Linked DNA regions of Hordeum vulgare: regions 2 and 3 are each linked to region 1. Evidence: chromatin contacts called from public Hi-C data. All regions are on one chromosome and are shown on one strand. Each heading gives the region's core, a stretch centred on a gene start, on an enhancer-like site or on the middle of the called end of the contact. The rest is flanking DNA. Distances are from core to core; before and after follow the strand shown. Region 1 holds the start of LOC123444001 (probable plastid-lipid-associated protein 14, chloroplastic). Region 2 holds the start of LOC123444000 (zinc finger CCCH domain-containing protein 13). Region 3 holds the start of LOC123444002 (long chain acyl-CoA synthetase 4-like).

Evidence for each region. A called contact is a pair of places that touch in the nucleus more often than the background predicts.
Region 2: a Hi-C map of seedling shows a contact between it and region 1, with 5 times the contacts expected there. The contact joins the promoter of LOC123444000 here to the promoter of LOC123444001 in region 1. A contact is called at or near these places in 4 of 6 Hi-C or Micro-C datasets (leaf and seedling) and 1 of 1 datasets of contacts at active chromatin or transcription factors (embryo).
Region 3: a Hi-C map of leaf shows a contact between it and region 1, with 2.6 times the contacts expected there. The contact joins the promoter of LOC123444002 here to the promoter of LOC123444001 in region 1. A contact is called at or near these places in 5 of 6 Hi-C or Micro-C datasets (leaf, seedling and an unstated tissue).

Annotation. Positions count from the first base shown.
Region 1 is chr3H:405,406,770-405,410,938 of MorexV3_pseudomolecules_assembly, forward strand. It overlaps LOC123444001 (probable plastid-lipid-associated protein 14, chloroplastic), which reads left to right and starts at 2,433. Exons shown (of 13, transcript XM_045120595.1): 1 at 2,433-2,726; 2 at 2,805-2,848; 3 at 2,939-3,017; 4 at 3,124-3,246; 5 at 3,497-3,679; 6 at 3,761-3,847. The coding sequence starts at 2,472.
Region 2 is chr3H:405,265,736-405,269,485 of MorexV3_pseudomolecules_assembly, forward strand. It overlaps LOC123444000 (zinc finger CCCH domain-containing protein 13), which reads right to left and starts at 1,799. Exons shown (of 6, transcript XM_045120594.1): 1 at 621-1,799. The coding sequence starts at 1,503.
Region 3 is chr3H:405,587,428-405,591,564 of MorexV3_pseudomolecules_assembly, forward strand. LOC123444002 (long chain acyl-CoA synthetase 4-like) reads left to right here and starts at 2,602. Exons shown (of 19, transcript XM_045120597.1): 1 at 2,602-2,842; 2 at 3,739-3,802; 3 at 3,915-4,004. The coding sequence starts at 2,691.

The sequences.
Region 1 (4,169 bases), core at 1,183-3,682:
CGAGTGCAATGAACACTCTGACTCCTATATTCTCCACATATGCTGCATCTTTTTTAATGCATCAACGTTGTGCTTGCCATATCATTAATCTTATTGCTAAATGTGCTTTACATATATGTGAACCACGCGTTGAATGCATACGCACTGCAATATCTTATCTTTCGCATTCAACTCAACGAATTGCACACTATAGGAGATATTGCATTGCCATAGGCGCAACTCCTCATAAGTATAATTCAGACATGCCTGTTAGATGGAACTCTACATATTTGATGCTTAAGGCAGTTATTCGAGACAGAGTTTCGTTCAATGGTTTTATTAATGCAAATTATGGGATTAAACCTCTAATCACCGATGAAACTTGGCATGTTATTACAACATTGACTGCATTTCTTGAGTTGTTCTGGTCATTTGAAATCATATGAAGGTGATGGATTATTACTTGATGTTGTTGCTGACATGAAAGCAAAGTATTTAAAATATTGGGAACATATTCCACTTTGATATGCATTTGCATTTATCTTGGATCCTAGAGCTAAACTTGAAGGGTATCGTAGTGCACTCAATGTACTATCTGCGTCCCTAAGTTTAGATTATATTGATGACTTCAACATGGCTCGTGACAAGCTATATGAAGTTTTTGCTAAGTATGAGCAAAAATATTCCGGAGTTCGAATGCAGCGACCTCCACCAGCACCTACTGCGGGTAAAAAGAGAGGAGCATGGAGCAAGATCTTTGGTTCTTCTTCTTCGTCCTCCTCTATCGCCGGAAGCTCTTCTACTTCATCATCTTCGATTCAAGCTGCCGGGGAGTTATCGAAGTACCTCAACAATGACAAAGTCATGTTCGATTTAGATAATGAGGAAGAGTTCAACATACTGCAGTGGTGGCAAGAACACAAACGTACATTTTCGATGCTTTCCATATTAGCACGTGATGTGTTATCGGTACCCATCTCTACGGTGTCATCGGAGTCTGCTTTCAGCCTTGCTGGAAGAATAATTGAGGATAGAAGAACTAGTCTCACCCCTGATATGGTGAGAACACTGATGTCCGTGAAAGATGGGGAGCTATCAAGAAGGAGAGCCCAACACACTGCAGGAAACATGGAACTAATAGGTATGTTTAAAGACATGTGCTTTGACGAAGACTCGGCATTGGACCTATCGGTAGATTAGTGGTGTAGTGTACTCCTTTTCTATTTCTTTTGTAATTTTCTTATCTTTTTGTAATTTTCTTTCCTTTTTGTAATTCTAGAGCGTGGCTTTGCACTCTTTTACTTCCCAGGGATGGAAGGTTTTAATGAGGCAGCCACTAAAAAGTTTAAGATTTATCCCACATGCTACATTGTCTATCGTGCCTATGGTGCCATTTTTTGGCTATAAAAAGGGATGCCAAGTTTCTCATTTCTAACTCCATCTCATTGTACACACTACACACACAAACATGGCTGATGCCAATCAAAACTGGCTTGATGCTATTGTGAGGCGTCGGCACGCAATTTAGAATTTCTACGATGAAGAAATAGTTAGAGATGAGGATGGTCTCCCCCAGGTTTTTGCAAAGCGCCAACAATGTGATAAGAAGTTGTTCGTGGAACAAAATACGGGAACCGGCCACCTGCTGAGGCACGTAACAGCACACGTGAAGGAGGCAGCGGACGCCGCCGACGCGACGGCTATAGCGCAGGCACTGCAGGGCAAGGTTGAAGGATTTCTAGAAATCCAAAGCATGGCATGTAATGTAGGAGTAGTATTTGTATTTTTTTCCCTTTCTCTATCTTTTCTTCTTTTTGTATTTCTACTTTTCTAGAGAATGACTTGTACTCTTTTATTTCTTTAAGATGGAAGGTTTTAATGAGGCAGACGTTAATAAAACTCTAAATTTATTCCATATGATACTATGTCAAAGTATATATTTTTTGGATTTTTTTTTTAAAGAGTAAACGTGCCACGGGCTAGCGTGTCTCAGCGTACCGCGGACCGACCCGATTACGGAGCGTGTCATATTTGGGCATGATAGCCTGATACGCGGCCGGCACCGCACGGCTGTTTACTGATCGGGGCACGGCGTGCCGTGGCGTGCCAGACCCGATTCTGACAGGCCCGGCCGGCCCGTTTGGCAGGTATTTGTTTTGAGCAATTTTCTCACCATAACACTCACCGGTGGACCACTGGGTGGAGAATACTCCGTCTCCCTGCCTAAGTGGCAGAAGGAAACGGTCAACACCGGCGCACGGCCGAGCTGGTACACCACGCCCAAAAAAATCGCACGCCCGGTGCCGCCGCACGGTCGCTGCCGCGGTGCGGGGTGAGGCGAGCGCGCGCCGAGCTCATGGCTGTACGCCCCCGCCGCTTCCCCGCACGCAACCGCCTCGCGCCTCCTCCTCTTCTTAAGTCTTAACGCGCCCCTCCCTCCCTCCATCAGTCCACTCCCCCAACCCCCCTCCCCCCTCCACCGCAACGGAACCATGGCTCTCGCGGCCGCCGCCGTCGCCGCCGCGCGCCCCTCCCCGACCGGCTTACCCCGACCGTTATGCCGCGCCTCCGCGCATCCGTGCCGCCCTCGGCGGTGCCGGCTGGAGGCGAGCTTGTCGGCCTCCACGCCGGCGCCCGCGCCGGCGACAGCGGACGAGGGGGCCGCCGCGGGGCCGTGCCCCGTGGTCAGGTTCGACATGGCCGACTTCACTGTCGCCGACCGCGTCAGCGTCGGGCTCCACGGACGGGTTGGTGTTTAGCCCCACTGATTCGGTCGCGCTTCTCCCTCGTTGCTAATACTCGGCGATTTTCCTTTTCTACTACAGTCCGATGAGATGCTCTTCGAGGCCACGGTGCGCGATCCTAGCAGGTCAGCGGCATGGAACACACTTGGATAGTACGAATTCTTTGAACGCACAATCATTACCTTCTCCTTATTGTTATTTTTGATTGAATTCAGTGAGCTGTACGGGTCGACGGTGGTGTTGCGGCAGCTGACTAGCTCACAGGCGAAACGGAGGGGCCGGCGCGCGCTAGAGGTGGATTTTCTCTCTCTCTGTTAAATTGCTGCTGTTTAGTGCGTTTGGAATATATGGGGAACTATCTGGCTGAGCTCGACTGGGCTGTGTGTTCGTGTTATCACAGGTGCTCAAGAAACTGGCCCGTCGCCAGATGATGTACCATTCTTACGCGATGCAGGTCCATGGCTACGTTACTCCGAGCAAGGCCATGGAGGAGGGTGACGCTCCGCTTGTCTTGGTGCATGGGGTTAGAGCTTTTGCCTTATTTCGTCGAGCTGATCTTGTTTTAAGTTAAATGTGGAAGTGACATTTTTCATGATCTGGGCCTGGTTGCATTATGGCTGTGCGCTCATTTTCATGTCAGGGCCTGCCTGGGTTTAGCCGTTTAGGGGTGTTTCTAGTCTAGATGTAATTGCTACTTTAGGTTTGTTTGTTCTTGCTGGATTGAGCGATGTGCTGCTATAATCAGTATTTTACAATAAAAAATGTTAATGCAGTACCATGGGAGCTACTCCTTGCGTCACTGGTTGCAACTCTCGGATTGGCTTCCAACCTTGGAAGCAACATTAGCATTGGATGAAGAACAAGTGAGGAGGGTAGGAGATGATTCGGTTGGAGGGCCTGCTGTAACTCGGCAGCTGCGATTAATCAGGATATTGATGAGAGACCTTCTGATTGGTGTAAGTTTCAAGAGTTAAAGACTTTTTAATGTATTCAGTTACCAGTGTATCTAGATTGAAGATATGTCTTACTTTATGCAGGTAAATTATCTGCATAGCCATGGAATGGCTCATACTGAGCTTAGGCTGGAGAATGTTCATGTCAGCCCAGTAGACAAGCATGTCAAAGTAAGCACCATTTCCTTTTATTCTTGTTTACACAAGTGGTTGTATTATGTCCTTGTAAAGTTGTAATCATGCTTAGGTTACTGGGAACGTTAATAAATCAATATCGTTTGGCCCATTTCATGTTATACAGTTGAGCTATTAAAAATAACAATCCCGTTTCATCACGATTTTGCATCAGCGTGTATTAATCATTTCCGTTTAACAGTGTATTTATAACTTGATTTCCTGACATAAGTGAGATCGTGCTTAGTATAACTCTGTAGTATATTTTCTACTCTGATGTATTGATTGATGGCAAAAGTAATATGTGATCCTACATTTC
Region 2 (3,750 bases), core at 549-3,048, 140 kb before region 1:
AGGTAGGCAGGAAGGAACAAACAGAACAAGTAAATTAACTAACTAAAATGGTAATTTGTTCACAACTTCACACCTGTTCCAAAATGGTAATTTGTTCACAACTTCACTGCTGAAAAATATGATTTCAGAAAAAATATATAAGCCACTCGCATAAGTTCCAGAAGATCAGCATATAAGCAAGGCAAAGTTTAATCATATGAATATAATAAGATTAAGGTATGCTAAGGAAGTCTCGAATCAGCTCTCCAATGCTAATATCCAATGATATTAACGTTATTAGATTTGTACGGTAGGACAGGGTTTTTTTACAGCAGTTTGGTTAACCAAATAGTATGATGGATGGAATCAAAGCACAAGAAAATACAAAGACTAATTGAAAAATGGACTCTTTGCAACCAAGTACATACGAAACAGTAAAGTTCAACACTTATCATCTTATGGAACCACTAATATTCGTTTTACAATTAAAATGGTGGTGGAGGAAAGCAGCACAAGTCCAAGTCGGAGTATAAAACAAGTACTGTGTTACGCAAATTAAAGCATGCATAACTAAACAGTAACACAGGTAGCTGGAATATTATCAGCATTGTCGGGAACACTTCAACCCAGGGTTACCTTACCATTGATCTCTATGTGCCTCTTGTATGAGTAACCATCATCCTCCCCTCTACTAGTCTTCGATCCATTCTTCCTGGCACTGCCATCTTCATACTTCTCATGCTTCGAATCATAGTCTTTCTTGTCCCTCTCCCTATCCTTTTGCCTCTCGCGCTCCCGTTCCCTGTCACGCTCCCGCTCTCGTTCCCTGTCTCGCTCTTTATCCCGCTCCCTCTCCTTCTCCTTCTCCCGTTCTCTCTCCTTCTCCTTCTCCCGTTCTCTTTCCTTCTCTCTCTCCCGACCCCTTTCCCTCTCTCTCTCCTTCAGTCTCTCCCATTCTTTCTCCCTTTCCCTCTCCTTTTCTCTGTCTCTCTCCCTATCCCTATCTCTGTCATCCTTATGCTGCCCACTGCTCTCCCTCCTCCCTGGGTCCTTCTCCTTCTCCGACCGCCGCTTCCCAGAATCACTCTTCGACGCAACCTCCTCAACCTTCTCATCCGATCCGACCGTCCGTCTGCTTGACCTCTTGGGCTCATCCCCTGAACCCTTGGGCTTCTCCACCAGCTTCTCTACATCGACGGGCCCAAACACCTCACTCTTAGACCTCTTCTCGACCAAGTGATCCTCACACACGCCGCTGTTCCACCTGTCGCTGACCACATCCACCACCGTCTCCTCGACCCTATCCTTCCTCTTCTTCCCGTGCTCCGAGTAGCCGTTGCCCGAGCTCACCAGCTCCTTGGCCGATGACGACCTGCGCCTCTCTGGCTCGGGATCTCGCGGAACCCTAGCCACGGCCGTGGTCTCCTCCCGCGGGCCAGGGGCGCCAGCATCCTCGCCCTCGGACTCCGACGAGCCGCCCCGCCTGTGCGAGCGGTGCGACCTGTGGCGCGAGCTCCGGGGCATGGTGGGGCCAGCCAGGAACCCGCCTCGAATCGCACCGCGTTCGGTGCGGCGGCGAGGATGCGAGGGAAGCAGGAACCCTAGGGCGCGCGAGATCCAGGGGATCTAGGCGGCCGTCGTGGCGGCGGAGAAGGGAGGGGGGAGGGAGTGGACCCTGGCCCCTGGGCGGCTAGGGTTTTGGTGCGGTGGGGAAACAGGGTGGGAGGAGTGGTGGCGGCGGCGACGACGAGTTCGTGCGTGGAGAAAATGGTTCAGTTTTGTTTCGTTCGGCTTTGGATTTGGAGGGGGTTTGCGGTTTGGTGTGGTGCGTTCGTCTCGTTGGCCCGGGGGCTGGTGGGTTGCTTGCGTTTGCGTGCGGCCGTAGGATCGCCGGGGTGGGATTAGACACGAGAGTCGATGCACGTCGCCCGCGGGTCCTTCGGTAGCTCGCCGGGCTTCTTTTTCCTTTTTCAAGTATATCTTCAACACCCGTCCAACTGTGGCGTGTTAAAAATATTTTATAGCGTTGAAATGATAGATTTTAATGCGCCGGAGAGCGCTGGCTTCAACGACAGCCGTAAAAAATAACGCGTGTGAGCTGTTTCAGCAGGCGCGCTAAACTACAGCGCGCGAGCAGCTGGCGCTTGCAATATATTATTTTTTATAAGATGTGATATTTCAAACATCAAAATAAGACATGGCATAGTTTAAAATCACTCAACCAAGTTCATCATGACATAAAAGTTCGAAGACATCCCTAGACACTTGCAACCATGTATTGCATAGCAAGACGTCTTCGTTCATGGTGTAGCTGCCCGCTCTTTCTTTCGATGCACCAACAATACCCTCACCATCCTCGTCCACCTCAAACTCATGATCATCGAAATGCACCTCAGTTGATAGAGGCGAGGGTCCCGATCTTTCGATGAGATGGTGGTTATCGATTTGGTGGAGACGACTTTGACGATCCGACTATAAACGTGTACGACGTTGCACCTTAGCAATCGCTAAATTAACTCCAAAAGGTTATTGACCATGCCGGAACACGATCAACCTGACCACAAAGGTCTCTTCCTGCAAGCAATCGAAGAACAAGTAAGAATATGATAAAAGCAATCTGAATATTGCGAATATATATAAAGTATTGATAAGAGTGGGGATCCGAAAGCGGTCTTAGTCTCGTTGTTGGACACAAACGAAGTTGCAATGACTAATTTTTAACTAAACAAATCCCAACCAAAATACTACTAGGTTGACATATTTATATAGGAGCAAGGGGTGTCGGCCAAGGAGGTGGGAGGACGTTCAAGGCAGCCTAAAACTAACCCTAGGTCGTACAAGGTCTATGGGCCCAAGTGGAGGTGATGCAACACTTTTGGACTTGTAGTTTGACTCGAATTTTGATGCAACGTCGGATTATTTCGTCAATGTCTCCACGTTCCGAACGAATTTTAAGGTGATTCCAATTGGGCCGAAACGTACATAAAATATACTTTCAAGCAAAAAAAGAATCACCCAATTCGGAGTCCGTATGAAAAAGTTGTTGACGTTTTGAGGCAGGTATGTCTGTGCAACCCGAATCTGAGTCCAAAACGTAAGAGACTTGGAATTCATCTTTCTCTTGGGCTAAAAATAACATGGGAGAAATTCTTAAACATCACATAATCATTTCCTTTGGTGTGAGAGGACTTCTTGAACAACACTTAATCATTTGCTCTTCCTTTTATCTTCACACGTGGTTCGTGCAAGCGTTCGACAGTTCTGCATTTAGGCATGGAATAAAAATAGGTGAAGTATTTTTGTTCCGGATAATATAAATAAATTATTTTATAATTATTATAAGAAATCACCTCACAAATATGCAAATATGAAATAATTTTGATCGTATCCAAGGTAGCCATGTCCTCGTCATCATTGGTTTGAGACCAATGAAACTTGTTGGAGCCAACACCCATAGTTGACATATATGTCTCATCATTGAAGCTACAAAGTATATACAACAAAACAAATAAGCTATGCATATGTATCCATTCAAAAAACAACAACGGAAAAAAGTGGACGAAATTTTACCTTGGGGGCATTTCATCGACCACCTTGTGCGCATCGGCCGCCGACGCAACAAGTGAGCTCGTTGGTGCTTCGATCGCCGCATCCTTCGCACTCCCTACAAGTCTCTTCTTCGGTCGTCTAGAGGAGCCATCTGATGCCTTGTTCTTCCCCCCGGACACCTTGCCCTTCTTTGCCACCGCCGCATTTGGGATCTTCAAGAAG
Region 3 (4,137 bases), core at 1,352-3,851, 180 kb after region 1:
ACCCGGGGGTTGTAGGTTTCACTAATGGCTTCTCTCGAGAAATACCAAACGGTGGGTAGACAAATTACTATTGGGCAATTGATAGAAGAGCAAATAATTATGACGATATTCAAGACAATGATCATGTATATAGGCATCACGTCCAAGATAAGTAGACTGACTTCTGCCTGCATCCACTTCTATTACTCCACGCATCGACTGCTATCCAGCATGCATCTAGTGTATTGAGTTCATGGAGAAACGGAGTAATGCCTTAAGAACGATGACATTGTGTAGACAAGATCTATTCATGTAGGAATAGACCCCATCGTTTTATCCTTGATAGCAATGATACATCCGTGTCATGTCTCTTTCTGTCACTGAGATTGAGCACCGCAAGATCGAACCCATCACAAAGAACCTCTTCCCATTGCAAGATAAAAGTCACCTCACGCCTTGGACGCAGAGCTCTTTCTAAGAGCATGTTAATAGTATAGCTACCTGTTGGCTATAAGCCATTGTCATGTCATCTATAACTTATCTTATAGCCAACATGTACAATAGTTGATTAGAAGAGTGCATTATTTTTTTATTATATAGCCCGAGCACGTGCTAGAGCTCACTCTTAACTAAGAATCCGCTTACTTTATCTCTCCTCTTCTCTTTTCTCCAATTAAGAAAAAATATATTAGTTTATTTCTTATAGCCCGCTGACTCATCTCTATTATATTTGCTCTAACAAGCTCAATACATAAGACCGGAAGGAGTAGATCCTTTAGGGCATCTTCAAGGCGGATCCTCAAACCCCCTCTATCCGTCCGGACCATGCTGTCTGGACACAGTTTACCATCCAATACGGACATATATCGATTCGCCGAGCGGTCTGAATGTACCTTTTTCATCATTTGGTTAAGTATTGGGGCATTTGATGGAAGATTAACTTTTGTCATACGATTAGCATTTGGTAAGGTGTGTAGTTTTGTATTAAGATTCTCTATTACTTCTTGCTAAGAATGCTAGCTTTGGCGCAAACTACCCTAGCACATAGATTAATAAGCCAAATAAAATGCTACTAGTCACATTTTTTAAGGGAACCACATAGTTATTTGGCAATTAAAATTTATCAAACACAAATATTTACGGTTATTGTTGGATGACGGACTTACGCATCCGCCTTCGTGGACTGACCCCCCGTCCGAGAATGATATGATTTTTTTTACAAATCACTAGCAAAAGGGTCTGTGCGTTGCAATGGGAGAAAGAAATACCACACACTCTTAATTTATAAAAAATAGTCTATAATCTAAGAATTTGTAGTTACGACACAAACAAAGATGATCTTATCCTATAAAAATGCAGTTCAAAATTTCACAGGTCTTCTATTTTAACACGGCTTGCATGTAGATTTAATACGTACAAAGAATCAGACAAGTGACCTTCAGTTTCATCTCCAATCCTGATTTTATTAACGTGTTCATCCCCAATCCGAATAAGTAACGATATGAAAGAAAGACTAACAATGACTTATTTATTAAGGTTGCATCCTAGACAGTATTTTTATTAAATGTTTAACAGTAAAATAACATCATATTTAAATTCTACATATTTTTCTAATAAAATTTCATATATAATATGTTGAATTTGAATTACGGTTTAGAAGATATGAGTATTTTAAAAAAACATTTAATATATACTACGGGTTTAATGTTAAAAGCATCAGGGGATTTTTTATAAAATAGCATGACAGACTAAGAATATCTATTTTCTTTATTAGTAGGTATAGATTGTTGGAGATGCCCTTACACCAACAAACTTACTCAATGAAAGAGATTCTGAACACCTGCAAGCACTTTCCATATCTTCTGAGTTTTTTTCTTCAAGCATGACCGGATTAACAAGTAATCTAGAAGTCCCCTAAGATATGGCACCTTTTTTTTTTGCAGTCTTATTACACTGTTTATCGTCAGCGACAAATAACCGTCCACGTGATACTTGATGAAATCCACGTTTTAAATTAGTACTACTTCCAGTAATAATAATATCACGTTGACACGCAACTCCTACCTGACAGGGCCACACAGCCACCGTAATGAATGCATAGCGGTTTAAATCAAAATCAAGCCAAGCCATCCACACAGTTTAAATTAAGTCAAAAATCCAACAGGATCGCTTCAATATGCAGCGCATACCTTTTTTGGGCATTCACTGTCATTTAAGACCAGGTGCAATCATCTGGAAATCGCGTCAACCGTTTTGTCCAGAAACAAAAGAAAATTGGAGAGCTTTCCTCAAAAATAAAATAAATCTTGGAGAGCTGAAAGCTGATGCCACCAATATCCCTGTTCGCAAAAATGCCAGGTCCATGTAAGTAGATACGTGTGGATGAGCGACCGCCCGAGGAGTCTCGACAAGGAGAAGGTCGGCCGTTCCGCGCACCGGTCACCTGCCCCACCAACCAGCGGCCCGGCCCGTCCTCCCACTGTCCATGCCAGCTGCCCCCACCGCTCTCCGCTGCACCCACCCACCAATATTTGTTCTCAAAAAAGAAAAAAAACACACACCAATATTTCTGTCAAGGAGTGTTGTATTTAGGCCCCCGTCTCCACGCCTCTTGCCATTTCGGTCCATTCCGAAGCGTAGCAACTAGCAAGGCAGGCAAGGCAAGGCAAGGCAAGGCTTGGAGCGCGCCGCTACCGGAGCAAGCAGGAGGGATGGCGGAGATGCAGCACGTGGTGAAGGTAGAGGAGGGCCGCCCGGCCGCCGACGGCCGGCCCTCGGTGGGGCCCGCCTACCGGAGCGCCTTCGCCCGCGACGGCTTCCCGGCGCCCGTCCCCGGCCTGGACAGCTGCTACGACATCTTCCGGTGAGCTCTCCCTCCTTGCTCCTCCGGGCTCCCCCCCTGCTTGCTTCATCATTTGCTCCGTTGATGAGCGGTGGGGGAGCCCGGACGGCTCCTGGATTATTTCTCTTTTCGGCGGCGTCAGTCAAAGGATTGAATCCGGTGGTTCTGTTCACGCGTAGTGGGTGGCATGCGGAGGATCTTTTCCTCCATTTATTTGTTTGCGGTTATTTGTCGCTGTCCTTGCTAGTACTCCTGTAGTACACGAAACCGGGATTTGATATGCCTGATTCTCGTATGCCTCCCGTCCAACTACTTGCATGAACCCTATTCTTTATGGCATTTATGTCAGTTTGCTTGCGTATGCTAGCCCTCGGGATCTGTCCCCCACGCCCTCGACAGAATAGCCCAACTCTGCATTTATCTGATTTTTTTCTCTTTGCATTTCGGCTCCGAAATCCAGTTTAGTTACTCTGTTAGTTAGTTGGGCAGTTGTATAGACTCTCTCTTTAAATTCCCTTGAATTCTGGATCAGTACGCTTTTTCTATGGAGTGATAATGTTCTTCAAAGCAGAGGAATAAAGTTAAGATTACTAGTTCGAACTCAGCAGTACTATTTCCTGCTCCTTCATGGCCCACTAAAACTGTTAATCAGCTGTGAAAAAAATCAAATCGCTGACCATGCAAACCTGTCATCAAATTGAGTTCAGTTTCTCCATAGTCTTGTGTGGGTGGGAACGCTGATGTCATATTGGTCAATAGTGTCTGGTTTGTTCCGGGTTAGTTAACGAAATTAACCGAGCAAGTTGGTTCGTTGCATTTTCACTGTTGACTTGCTACTAAAACTCTTAAATCTGGCGACCTTTTGTCCTACTGAGCTTATTTAGTTTTGAGTGTCAATGATGTGTGCTCATACACAGAATGGCAGTGGAGAAGTATCCAAACAACAGAATGCTTGGTCACCGTGAGATTGTTGATGGGAAGGTACCATTTGGTCGATTATTTCAGTTGGTCGATTACAACTTATACCCCCCCTGGAATATAAAAACAGTAGAATTCTTGCTAAAGTATTATTTTGTGTGATATAAACAAATAGGCTGGTGCATACGTCTGGAGGACATATAAGGAGGTGTTTGGCATTGCAAATAAAATCGGTAACTCTATTAGGAGCTGTGGACTCACCAAGGTTTGCTCTCGTTTCTCATATATTTGCTATTCTATTAACTCTAATGCTAATTTACTTACAATAGTTTCCAGTGAGGTTATATGTTTTCTCATCTTGAATGAACACATGAATTAAACATTATGTGAACTTTTTA